Linked DNA regions of Macaca mulatta: region 1 is linked to region 2. Evidence: chromatin contacts called from public Hi-C data. All regions are on one chromosome and are shown on one strand. Each heading gives the region's core, a stretch centred on a gene start, on an enhancer-like site or on the middle of the called end of the contact. The rest is flanking DNA. Distances are from core to core; before and after follow the strand shown.

What was found. Hi-C and Micro-C count contacts between places; a contact is called where the count stands out from the background.
Region 1: a Hi-C map of CD4 T cells shows a contact between it and region 2, with 3 times the contacts expected there. The contact joins two enhancer-like sites. A contact is called at or near these places in 3 of 14 Hi-C or Micro-C datasets (CD4 T cells, fibroblasts and liver).

What each region holds. Positions count from the first base shown.
Region 1 is chr4:73,094,674-73,101,114 of T2T-MMU8v2.0, forward strand. It overlaps a transcript of IPCEF1 not described here. Among named protein-coding and RNA genes, the nearest start is that of IPCEF1, 11 kb to the left of the region's middle. Within about 2 kb of position 4,133, at least 9 of the 40 cell types and tissues checked have an H3K27ac peak or open chromatin away from gene starts, as enhancers often do. A contact at or near this core is called in CD4 T cells, where this site is marked.
Region 2 is chr4:72,973,613-72,980,649 of T2T-MMU8v2.0, forward strand. IPCEF1 (interaction protein for cytohesin exchange factors 1) reads right to left here. Exons shown (of 10, transcript NM_001257599.2): 10 at 5,303-6,435. The coding sequence ends at 6,223. Among named protein-coding and RNA genes, the nearest start is that of IPCEF1, 110 kb to the right of the region's middle. Within about 2 kb of position 3,564, at least 12 of the 40 cell types and tissues checked have an H3K27ac peak or open chromatin away from gene starts, as enhancers often do. A contact at or near this core is called in CD4 T cells, where this site is marked.

The DNA.
Region 1 (6,441 bases), core at 2,883-5,382, 120 kb after region 2:
TCCGCCTCCCGGGTTCACGCCATTCTCCTGCCTCAGCCTCCCGAGTAGCTGGGACTACAGGCGCCCGCCACCACGCCCGGTGAATTTTTTGTATTTTTAGTACAGAGGGGGTTTCACCATGTTAGCCAGGATGGTCTCGATTTCCTGACCTCGTGATCCGACCGCCTCAACCTCCCAAAGTGCTGGGATTACAGGCATGAGCCACCGCGCCCGGCTGCTTTTTTCTTTTTAACTTAAGCTCAAAGTGTCATTCTGATTCCAATCCGTTTTCTACTTGCTATAGAATATTCTCATTCTTTCTCTTTCATTTACCTTCCCTTTTTTATTGTCTTTTCTGCTCATTTCATCGCATTTCTTCTCTGCCTTCTCTCCACTTTGATGATGAATTGACAGATGGTTTTAAGAACCACAGCTTTTTTCAAACAGAAAAAATATGATGCTTAAAATTACTTTATTTTTGACACCATAAAAATACTGCAATCCATCATCTGCAGAGACTGGCAGGCCTCTTCCCTGCTTTCGCTTCACAAATTCCCACATAAGCTGTCAGCCCTGACAATCAAGGCTCAGACACACAAAATCCACAAAGCTAAGGGAGATAAAAGACTTTCTTTCAGCCAATAATGTCAATCTGCCCTCTCAGTGGACCATTTTACCATAATAACAAACAGGTGGGAAACTGCAAGAGCTCTCAAACGATTTACCTCTTTTACATCCCGGAAGGGCCTACCAAATGCCAATGGCTATTGGCCATGCCCCTCTTGGAGGGACAAAGCTCCCCTGAGTTGCTGAACTACAGGGGTCTCTTGTCCTTCTGTGGGCCTCCTGAACCTGAAACTTCTAAAATGTGGTCTGCACCTGCAGGGGCCATTAGGCTGGGGCAAGCAGAGACCTGCCGTGGGCTACACCCTGGCCGATCCTCTTCAGAGCACCCAGAGCCCAGCCCTGGCCCACATGCACCCTGTGTTGGCTGCACCCAATCAAGGTTCCCTTCACTAAACCATGGGGTAGACCAGAGGCCCTGAAAAGCACTGGCACTTGTTTCTACAGAGTTGGGTTTGTTCTGTGGTTGTCTTAAGTTCCACGACACCTGCCTGGAGAGCAGTTGTTGTCACTGGTTCTCCAAAACAGGGATAGATGTTCAATGATTCCAATTATTTATATAGGCAGGGGTACCACAACGCATATTTGAACCTACCCCTCAAAGACACACAAACATACACACCCCAGGGGCAGCTCTTGTTCAGTTTTATCAGTGCAGATAAAACACACCATCACACCTGCTTCTCCTACGCCAGCTCCAGATCCAAGGAACCTCTAGGAGCCAGTCACTCTAGGATCCAAGCTAGCTGTGTGCTGAGGTGTGATTCTCAGGGATTGTGACTGAAACTCCAGGAGCCACCTCAAAAGTTTGTACTGTCCTCAAGCTGCTACATCATAGGAGAAAAGGGGCACCAGCTCCCTAATAAGGACACAGGAAGCATTGGTAGCTTCTAGATAAGGTATCAATTATGAGGCCCACTGCAGTCTACCATAGTCTGTTCCATGAGCACAGCCTGGTTCCTTCCAGGTCCCTACTAGGGCATCCCCCAAATAATACCCACAGTTCCTAGTTTGCTTCACTCCAGCCTGTGAGGCAAGAGCTGACACAGTGCTCTAGGATGAGCCAGCTAGGAATAGCAAGTGATGGCCCTTACCTTTCTGCAATTTGAATCTCTCCATTTCTCCACGTGAATACTAACTACATTTTCTGTCTGCAGGAGATGAAATGTTTTTCTACTTGGTGAAATTCAGACAGTGTACATGGCTCTGAGGCAGCCAGTCACTTTATTTCTGCTTTGCCAAACATTATTCCATTCAATGCCCTTTACACCAAAGTGAGCAGCTATACCCCATACAGCAGGGAACTCTGCAACTGAACATTCACTGGCTAGAAGGCAGCCAAGAAAAAAAAAATGATTATAAAAGCTGTCAGCCGCTTGCACCCATTGCTCTAGAGTTGGAGCCAAATCCTCTTCTGTCTGGCTAGATCTTTCCTTAAGAAATATCACTTTAGGGGTTGGACGCGGTGACTCACACCTGTAATCCTAGCGCTTTGGGAGGCCAAGGCGGGTGGATCACTTGAGGTCAGGAGTTTGAAACCAGCCTGACCAACATGGTGAAACCCCGTCTCTACTAAAAATACCAAAAAATTTAGCTGGGTGTGGTGGCAGGTGCCTGTAATCCCAGCTACCCAGGAGGCTGAGGCAGGAGAATCGCTTGAACCTGGGAGTCGGAGGTTGCAGTAAGCCAAGATTGTGCTACTGCACTCCAGCCTGGGCAACAGAGACTCCATCTCAGAAGAAAAGAAAGAAAGAGAGAAAGAGAGAGAGAGAGAGAAAAGGAAAGAAAGAAAGAAAGAGAGAGAGAGAGAAAAGAAAGAAAGAAAGAAAGAAAGAAAGAAAGAAAGAAAGAAAGAAAGAAAGAAAGAAAGAAAGGAAGGAAGGAAGGAAGGAAGGAAGGAAGGAAGGAAGGAAGGAAGGAAGGAAGGAAGGAAGGAAGGAAGGAGAAAAGGAGCAGGGGAGAGAGGAAGGAAGGAAGGGAAAAGAAAAAAGAAAAGAAAAAAGGGAGGGAGGGAAGGAGGGAGGGAAGGAGGGAGGGAGGGAAGGAGGGAGGGAGGGAAGGAGGGAGGGAGGGAAGGAGGGAGGGAGGGAAGGAGGGAGGGAGGGAAGGAGAGAGGGAGGGAGGAAGGAAGGAAAAGAAGGAGGGAGGGAAGAAAAGAAAAGATCATTTTTAGGGGCCTTGTAATTTTGCAAAGGTTGTGCCCAAGGATTACCAGACAAGAGAGACCATAAGGAGTTAAAATACTATATATATCATGGTAAGGGCTGCTTTACCCAGAATAGGGTGACTTTTCTTGGAGGCTCTTATAATGATATTTGGCAGAACTATTGCAAACTGTTTTCAGTCTTCACAGCAACGCTGTAAAGTAACTTACACTTTTACACATGAAGAAACTAATATACAGAGTGGGTAGACTAACTAGTTTACACAACTAGCAAGTTAAAGCCAAATTTAAATTCAGATGTTCAAACTCCAGGTCCAGGGCCCTGTGGTCATCAGCAGTGCTGTCTCAGAATAATCTTTGCCTTTTCAAATTCTCCTTAGAAGCAGGCTTTTTTTTTTTTTTTCAAACAGTAGATCTCATTACATTCTTAGAGAATGAATGAATCTAATAATTCTTACAGACATTGAAGGCAAGACATGCAGTGGGCACGTAATAAATATCTGTTTACTTACATTGGCCCTGCCTCAACTTTAGGACAAGTTAGAATGAGTAAGCTATTTACCAAATTTAGACAATTCAGGGGGACCTAAGGTGGCTAGCAGTGATAATGTGGTTGCCCAAAGGGCTACTCGTGGGATCACAGATCAGCTGCCACTGTGTGGTCTGAAAGGGTCTAATCAGCAGGCAATACAGCTCTCAGAAACAGACACTGACGAGCTGCACGCAGCTCGTTTGGGAATTGTGCATCCTAGGTGAGGCTTCATTCAGAAATTATGAAGGGCTCACATCCTGGTCAGAATCCCACATAGGCAGGCTATGAATTGAAGGCTTAAACCATATCATGCTGGTAACCACACAGGCACAAGGACCTCAATTTTGCATCTGCTGAAAAATCTAGGTTAGCATCTCCAAAACATCTAAAGCAAGAACGAGAGAAGTCACTAAAAGACACCTATTCATTCTTTAGGAAGGACTGAAATTAAAGTCATTCTTAAATACCCACCAACCCAAATTGAAATATTTGTTGACACAATCCACATAAGTGAATGCCTTCAGGAATAGATTCGCTGTCTCTGAAATCATAACATGTATGCAAAGAGACACCTAGTGGAAAAATACCTAAGTACAATATTTACCTTAAGACAAAAGATTAAATTGTCCCGACTCCCTAATTTGATATTCTTTCTATTTAAATAGCGCATTTTTAAAAATCACTAGAATCATAAACTCAGAAATCTAAGTTTTCAAAAAGAAAATTTTCTATTTGTTTCTCCAGGAAGCATTGGCTCTTTTATTGGTTGTTGTTGTTGTTGTTAATTAGACTATCTTACTGTATAAAGTACTGCGAAGTAATACAAAAATTACAGAGCAGACTGTAACTAGCCAGTCACTTCACCTTTCTCTGAACACATGTGGGCTTATTTTTTGTTTCCATCTCTTTATAGACTTTGCCTGTGAGATTTTCCGCTTGTCTTCGGGTTGCTTTTTTCTTGCTTTTAATTAAGTAAAGTCAAAGACTTTTTTTTCCAGCCAGCTTCCTGTGGTCCGCCCAGCTTCCTGTGGTCCACCCACTCTCGTCTCTACATGCTCACTTTCTCACTCGCACCTCACCTACACGCTGTACTGCGCCCACCTCCTCACCTTCCATGCACAGATGCACCTTCCTCTCTCCTTCCTGCCCTAAATACCTTCATTTAACCTCAAAAGTAAAAGTCTGTCATCGCAAAATAGAAGGAATCACCTATTTTTTTTCTTTACTCCATAGTACTAAAATTCAGCTATGACAATTGTTTAGATTATTATTTTTAAACTCCTGTGTAGAAAAAAAAAAGTTTAGATTTGAAATTGATTTTTAATTTAACAGATATGTTTAATTGCAATTTCTATGACCTCACAGGCTCAACTTCATGGGATTTTACATCTGAAAGAGGAACATGTGCTCTAGCAGAAGCCAGATTGATATTCACCAGGTCCAGGTTCCCTGATGCTGCTCTGCTGCAAAGAGCCAAGCGCTGTGGACAGGCCCAGGAGAACGGGATGCCAAGTAGAGAATGGGAATCCAGGAGACGCCAAGGCTCCAGACGTATGGATGCAAAAGTGATCTTGAAAGTAGGGATCCTCCAATCCTAGTCACCCCAGCTAAAGTCACAGGGGTCAAAGATGAACTGCCAAGTCAAGCCAAACCCTCTCCAAATTCCTGTCATGGTCAAAACAAAAAGGTCCTTACTCCACTGTTTTCAATAAGTAAGAAGGTCCTTATTCCTACATCACATATTTGATGGTGACATGTTGAAATCTTTTCCTTTGATATTAGCAATAAGCCAAAGATTCTCATTATCACTTAACAACATTGTCTCAAAAGTACTGGAAAACAATGGTAAAAAAAAATTATGATTAAAAGGCAAAAAAGTCAAGATTGCCAGTATTTTCAGATGATACAGTTTTACATGCAGAAAGAATCTACACATTAACAATTACAATTAAAAAGTGGGCCAGGTGTGGTGGCTCATGCCTGTAATCCCAGCACTTAAAAGGCAAAAAAGTCAAGATTGCCAGTATTTTCAGATGATACAGTTTTACATGCAGAAAGAATCTACACATTAACAATTACAATTAAAAAGTGGGCCAGGTGTGGTGGCTCATGCCTGTAATCCCAGCACTTTGGGAGGCTATGATGTGTGGATCGCTGGAGCTCAGGAGTTTGAGACCAGCCTGGCTAACATGGAGAAACCCTGTCTCTACCAAAAATACAAAAAAAAAAAAAAAAAAAAAAAAAAGCTGGTCATGGTGGTGTGCACCTGAGGTCCCAGCTACTTCGGAGGCTGGGGTGAGGAGATCCCTTGAACCTGGGGGTTGGAGGTTGCAGTGAGCTGAGATCATGCCACCACTCTCCAGCCTGGGTGACAGAGCCAGACCCTGTCTCCAAATTTTAAAGAAGTGGACATAAGAAGGTTGCTAGCTACAAAGCCAATATATTAAAATCAATAACATTTCTACCAGCCACCAACAGTTTGAAGGTAAAATTTCTAAGAAAGTAGCAGTATCATAAAAATTCAAATATGTTAGAATGAATCTAATAAAAAAAGATGTATAAGACTTCAATGAAGAAATCAATTTTTGAAAGAAACTTTAAAAAGGTATAAATAAATGGAAAGATGTGTTCATTCATTGGAAGAGTCAATATTGTGAAGATGACTCTGGCTAGTGCTTTTCCTTTGCCGTTATCTTCATTATTCTGTGGTCATAAGGATATTGTCCTACTTTTCCTTCTACAAATTTTATTGCCTTGTCTTCCTTATTAGATCTACAATATACTTGGAATTGATTTTCTATTATGGTTTCAAATAGGGGTCAAGTTTCATCTTTTAAATTAATAGCCAATTATGTCAGTATCATCTATTGAAAATACTGTCATTTCCCCCACTGGTTCTAACCATAAAGGAAAAGCTGTAAGTTGAAACATATTAGAATTAAGAATTCCCATTCATCAAAAGACAACCTTAGGGACTGAGAAAACAAGCAAATGAATGAGAAGAAATATGTGCCATACATACAACTTGCATGAGGCCATGCATCCAGAATCTATAAAGAACTCCCATGAATCAATAAGGAACAGGCAGAAAACCTAAGACAAAAATGAGAAAAGACTTACTGGCCTTTGACCAAAGAGGAAC
Region 2 (7,037 bases), core at 2,314-4,813:
TTTGGTCTAAAATAATTTTTTTTTTTTTTTTTGAGACGGAGTCTCGCTCTGTCACCCAGGGTGGAGTGCAGTGGCCGGATCTCAGCTCGCTGCAAGCTCCGCCTCCTGGGTTCACGCCATTCTCCTGCCTCAGCCTCCCAAGGAGCTGGGACTACAGGCGCCCGCCACCTCGCCCGGCTAATTTTTTGTATTTTTTTAGGAGAGACGGGGTTTCACCGTGTTAGCCAGGATGGTCTCGATCTCCTGACCTCGTGATCCTCCCGTCTCGGCCTCCCAAAGTGCTGGGATTACAGGCTTGCGCCACCGCGCCCGGCTGGTCTAAAATAATTTTTACTGCTTCCATGTAGGAGCCTAGAAATATTTGGTGGTGGCAGGACAAAGAAACAGAAGGTGAGCTTGGCTTGTGAGGTGAGAACTGGGAGAGAACGAGGAACAAAATGAAAACTCTGTGTGTGTAGACAGCAGTCAAGAAGCATGAATGAGTTCAAATGCAGCCTAATTCCCTCTAATCAGTGGATCCAAAAGAAAGGCAATATATTAGGCTATTTCATTATTTTCTTTGTTCATTTTCAAATAAATATCTCACATGTTTTAAGGAGCTTGTGCATCACAGTTTGTAACTTTTATAATATGCAAATTTTTAAAATTTTTTGAACAAAATGTGGGTGCCTAGAAATAATAATAAGCAATATAATATGCAAGTCAAATTTAGTGGTCCATAGGCAATTTTTGAAAAATCTAAATATCATTGTATTAATAAACCTGTAACTTGAGAACCACTGGAAAAGATCACATCGGTTATTGTTTAAATAGATTTCCAAAATAATTAGATCTGTTATTTAAAAATAAAAACAAGTCTAGAGTCTAGAAGCGATTTTGATGACTGCCACCAGAGGGCACTGTAGCCTTTGTAGACGATCAAAACGCAGCCATTAAACACTTCCCAGCCACATGTTTATTTCTTTGAGAAGGCAACACTGCAGGACAGAAAATGAACACCAGTAGTATATTTCAACTTTTTTTTTCATGTCATTTTACTAGATATATATTGTTTTTCTTATTTTTATTTTTATCTTACAAGTCAACCTCAAAAACATAAAACAGGAGAGAAATGAGCCATGCCTCTTTTTTCAGTTTAGAGGGGTAGCTGACACAGGATGAGAGCACAGAAAAACTTAAGCTAAGATTTCCACATTAATATCTTGCCCCCAAACACCATGCAGTGCTAAACGTCACATTCCCATCATGCAAGCACATTAAAATATATGGCGATTAAAACTCCTGGTTTTTATTTTACGGCATTTGCTGTTTCCATGGGGCACACTTCCTTTTTGGGCTAAAGGTAAAAAAAAAAAAAAGTCAAATACAGAGCAGTTAAGTATCCTTTCAGCAAGAGAAATATAAAGCTTCTTTCAATGAAGAATCCATTTCGATGTTTTCCAAGTGGTTCTGGGGTCATGTGGGGAAGAACTGAGATGTGCTGAAGAGGCAAGGAAATGCTTCCCGGCTCCACCACACAGAGAAACGTTATGTCTGCTCAGTGTCTCATTCAAGGAGACGAGTGGCTTTCTGTGAGGAGAGAAATTACCCGCCTTCCACAGTCCATTTCATACAGGCTGCAAACATTTAGTTTCAGGGGCTTTTGTTTTCAACTATGTATTACAAAACCCTGGGCAAGGCAGTCATCTCCCAGTTCTAAGACTCGATTTCTCCTGTGAGGTATACAAAAAAAACTGGAAGAGAAATAAATTGGAAAACCACAATCGGATATCATATTCTTGTTAGACTAAAGAACAAATGCCCCCTAAAACTTTATGTGGATACGGCAGCTTTTCTGTACTTAACATTACTCATTAAATCATGTACGTGGCTCTATCAAAATACTGTCTTTCGGCCGAGGGTGGTGGCTCACGCCTGTAATCCTAGCACTTTGGGAGGCAGAGGCAGGCGGATCACCTGAAGTCAGGAGTTTGAAACCAGCCAGGGCAACATGGTAAGCCCCGGTCTCTACTAAAAATATAAAAATTAGCTGGGCATAGTCCCAGCTACTCGGGAGGCTGAGGCAGGAGAATCACTTGAACCCGGGAGGCAGAGGTTGCAGTGAGCTGAGATTGCGCCACTGCACTCCAGCCTGGGCAATAGAGTGAGACTCCGTCTAAAAAAAAAAGTCTTTCTTACTAAGAGATAATGTACCTACGAATTTAAACATGGCTTAAATTTGAATAGCACTTCTTTTCAAGACTTAAAAACATTTTTTCTTTGAATCTGTTTCTGTGACATTGTTTGTGACTGCAGTGCTACCTGAGTAAATTATCATGATTACATGAAAAGCAATTAAGAGAAGAAGGTCAAAGGACCAACCTCTAATCACTAACTTGGGTCTCTGACATCTGACAGCACATGCCTCAAAAAGCAAACAAAATAAACACTCTCCATTTCTTTAAATACATGTTTTTCATCCAAGGATCTCACAGCACTTCCCAAGCAGTCTAACGTACAGAAAGAAAGGAAAGGAAACACAGCATGATTAGGTGAAAACTCAATCCACAGACAGCCTGGCAGCAGGTTGAGGCAGGGCCATTAGGAGGAGACTGTGCTCAAGCACAGAGGGCCCCTTAGGTTTCAAACGGAGAATGTAGCCTAACAGCCACCAGGGCCGGCCCTATGCTGAACCCAGTGCAGTGAAACACACACTCCAAGTCAAACTTCTTGGTTTCCTAGTGGGTTGTGTGCCAACAGCAACTTAACAAGGTAACAGGTGAAGCAAGGTGAGGGGCGGAGAGAAGGGAAAGGGCAGAGAGCCACTGGGAGTCCTGAGACTCAAGTTCCCGCTTTACCACTTGGGGCTCTGGGCCAGGCACTTCACTGTAATAATCCACAATCATCTCACGTAGAGCGTGCGGCAGCAGGAGGGGGCTGAAAACACACCCATTTGCAAACTACAAAGTGCTGTGTAAATATAAGGCATGGGTTTCACATTGAAATCTGACTCCAGACACAATCTCTTTCTTACGCTTCCTGGAGTCTTTGTAATCCTATACTTTAGGAGTCTTCCTAGGCCTTTGATCCTACTCTGAGATTTGAGCTCTTGTGGCAAAGCTAAGAATTCTTTAAAGCAACAGAGGCCCTTCCAATGCAGGGCCTAGCATGTCTATTTGCAATATATTAACCAGTGAGGGCATCCCATCAGGCTCCGTTCTGGATCTACACGCTAACAATAGAGGGAAAAGGTCCTCTTCACAACCCCAAAGAGGAGTCCTCTCCAAATCCTAATCTTTAGCAGGTGCCACAAATTTGGATCTACGTGTGCTGAGAGGTTCTCCACTTCCTTCCTGAGCAGCCATGGTTTTCTCTCTCATTCCACAGTTCACAGACACTGGAGAACTGGGTATAGGAGTTGGCCCTTGGACTCCATGAAACTACGCCATGCATTTCAGAGATGACCTAGTCTCAAGAAATATGTTGAAAGTAATCCAGTTTTCCCAATATTCTTTGGACCAGAAAAGTGGCATGAGGCCGAGAGAGAAGCCCAAGCCTTCCTACATTGAGTGTCATGGCAAGTGTCATCCACTCTCCCTCTCACTCCTGTCTATCTCCCCACCCACGTCTTAGTGTCCACAGCCTAGGCTGAGAACTCACAGAAGCAGCCCTACTTTGTAGTACAACCTGGTCAAAAGCAAAATAATTTACAGGGGGAAAAACACGAATGAGCAGGCAATGGGGCTCCAGAAAGCCAGGTGCAAAATTGTGAAGTTCAGTTTTGCTTTCACTTTGGGAAGCTCTGCAGTCAGCTTTAACTAGCAAAGCGAAAACTTCTAGGCTAACGTTCTTGACGTATCTTTGACAAATAACTTTAAGCCTTGGCTATGTAATCCCAGGGATCTTTTTTGCCTTTAAGTTTGAATGGTACTAAACGAGTTTACATTGAAAGGCTGGGGAAATATGTCTTCAAGAGAAGCCAAAGGAAAGCATTCGAAGGTATTCACAAACCCTGCTCAAAAGTGTCTGGAGCTCTTCAATTTAAGAAAAACTGGAAGTCTACAGGTTGGTGTTGCAAACCAAAGAAAAAAATGGAAAGGTACTTTGTGTCACACTGTTATTTCTGCTATTGTTATTTGCCATTCCTTCAATACTCTTTACATTGCCAATTCTAAATAATTTCCCTTCTAGTATCTGCTAATCACAGAAAGAATCAGTAGTTTCCAGGGCCAAAAGGTTAAAGCACTGCTCTCCCAGACCAGGGCATCAGGGTGCAATCTGAGGATCCGAATGTTCCCTCCGTCAGGTCACCACAGGTCAAACTCATCTTCACTAGCTTCCCTAGGTGGAGAAGTACCCACATGTTTGCTGGGCCAAACTGATTGGCCTGGCCTCTTATCTTAGAGAAGCTTCTAGTAGCTTCTTGTTTTTTATTTTTATTTCTTAATGCTAAGGTTGTTTTTCGTTTCTTTGTTTGTTTGTTTGTTTACAGAGTATTAAGGCTTCTTAGTAAAGCTTGGGGAAATAACTATTTCCATTTTGTTTGCAGATATAATTCGAGTGGTTTCTTCCGTTTGAATGTCAAGCCACACTTTGAAGCTATAAAACAAAATAGGTTATGTCAACAATTTGTTACGGGTAGGCAGGGCCAACATGGGTACTCGGTGGGTTGTGGTTATTCCTATGATGAGAAATATTCATGGTGATTAGTAAGGGAAGACTTTCATATTGTTTCTCTATGAGCTCTCTTTACCACAATGATTTCCAAATTTCTATTAGTCTTTAATGAAAAGATGACATTAGTTGTGTTGCCTTTGATCTCAGGTTTGCAGGCATAAATGGCGCAAAGCTTAAAGTTTATTTAATAGAAAGGATAATCTAAGATGAAAATCCTTTTCTGGTTAAAAGAGTGACTGACAAGAGATAGAAATCTAAATGTAAGAGCTCATGGGGTTTGGGGTGGGGAAGAAAAAGAAAAATTATGAATGCATGCCCCATTTTTTTCCCACAAGATTTCCTGAGCATTCCTCAGACATTATAGTGCAACATCGTAACACCAGTGAATCAACAGTAGTTCTATTTTTCTCAAGCAAAAAAGTCTAGACTCATCAAATATATACTAAGCACAATATATAATAGTATATCATCTTTTAAAACACTAGTAATTTGAACTTCTATAAATATATTTAAATAACAAACATAGATAGCTATTCACATAGCACACAAGTGACATATAAACATACAAAAATAAAACCATCATGTTTAACTCCTTTGTTGTTTCCGTGGGTTTTTGTTTTGTTTTTGTTTTTTGTTTTTTGTGGGTTTTTTTTTTTTTTTGAGTAAAGATATTAAAACAATTCAGATGCCAAAGTCATCTTGTCAATATTGATCCTGGGAAATCTGGATATAAATTCACACTATGTATAGGGATCACAGCCAAGGACAAGAGCAGTAGACATTCTTTGCTGGACACATTACTATCTCCTACCGTTGAGTAGGAAAGTTCGAAGGGAGTAGAGGTCGCCAATTGTGATGAGATGTTTTCTCTAGCTGTTGTAAGGAAAGGAAACATTAATCAGATCCCCTAACCTGCACAAAGTGTGAAAACACTAAGCTGTCCTTTGAGTGAGTGGAATATGGAACACGCCTCCTCCTTCAGCTCTCCCACACACCACTGTCTATCAAGTATTTCCCAACACGTGGAAAAGGCACCACCATTCTATACCAAAGGCAAGGAATTTTTGCCCTGCAACACCACGTTTGTCCTTGCAGTCACTGCTATGGAAAACACTCCTCCACTCAAAAAGTGATTTGGGCCACACAGCTTCCCAGCCAAGTGGCATATGTACACTCTTCTTTTGAAAAACAGAATGTTTCCATGGACAATTATTCCTGGTAAAATTTGATTTTCGTCCATAGCATTCTCTGGAGAGCAAGGAACAGAACAGACATTTCTCACGTCCCTCCTAGAGCCCCGCATCACTGTGAGCTCCCAGTAGGAACACAAAAAACGCCTTTCAACTGAACTCAATCATTCCAGTCTCAATGGATGCGTTACGACTGGAATGAGGAGCCCTGGTGTATTTGGTGATTATCTTCATGTGAGGTGCATCTTTAGATAGGAAGCTGATGCTTGAAGGACTGGGATTCAGTTTTCCTTTTAAGGAAAAATGTAAGCTTTTGCAATATCTTGAAGAGTTGCTCGTGATAAAATATAAGAGGATAAAACCCTGACTTTGTGTCTCAAATGGAATTTTCAACACAGGGAGAAGAAGGTGATTTCTTGAGTTCCTGGGGGGTGTCATCAGTGTCATCAGGGGAAGGCGAAGCCCGCTGCTGCTGATAGATGTCCTGGATCAGCAGGGTGTTCATGACTTTCCACTCTCTGTATTTCCTGGCTGTCAGCTTCGGGTCATCCAGCAACTGGTTAATCATGGCCAGATCATGTTCTTTACACTGTGCAAGTAGAAAAAAAGGGGAAGGGGGGATGTTGAGAGTGTCTTAATTTACATAAACCATCTTTACCAACTCTTTTACAAGTACACATATACATTCACAAAAAATTACCAAAGCATTTTTGCACGTTCATATTCTAATTCCCCCATCAAGCCTAACAAATATGACATTTGTTTGCATATGCTAGCCGCAAAGAAGTGAAGTATCCCACCCAAGAGTTGGTGGAAGAGCTAGACATATAGCAAAGGTCTTCTATGGTGCCTTTCCCTGATCAATCCATTATTCCACACCGCAGTAACAATTCTACCTTGGTGTGGGACTCATGCCTCCTAAAACTTATCACTGAAGGTATTAGCATTTCATTGACTATTCAAACTTCGCTAAGTAAAATTGGAACGTAACACTTCACCTAGGACATAAGGCAACATAAAATATATCTTTTAAGATTTTATTAAATTATCTTTATTTTAATAAATCCCATTAATTTAATTAATATACACAGACTAAATACACAGGTTATCTTTCTAGTCAAAGAAGAGGCTACTAACCTTCCATCAAAACAGTATGTATTCCAATAATATTAATAAACAACCTATTGGTGC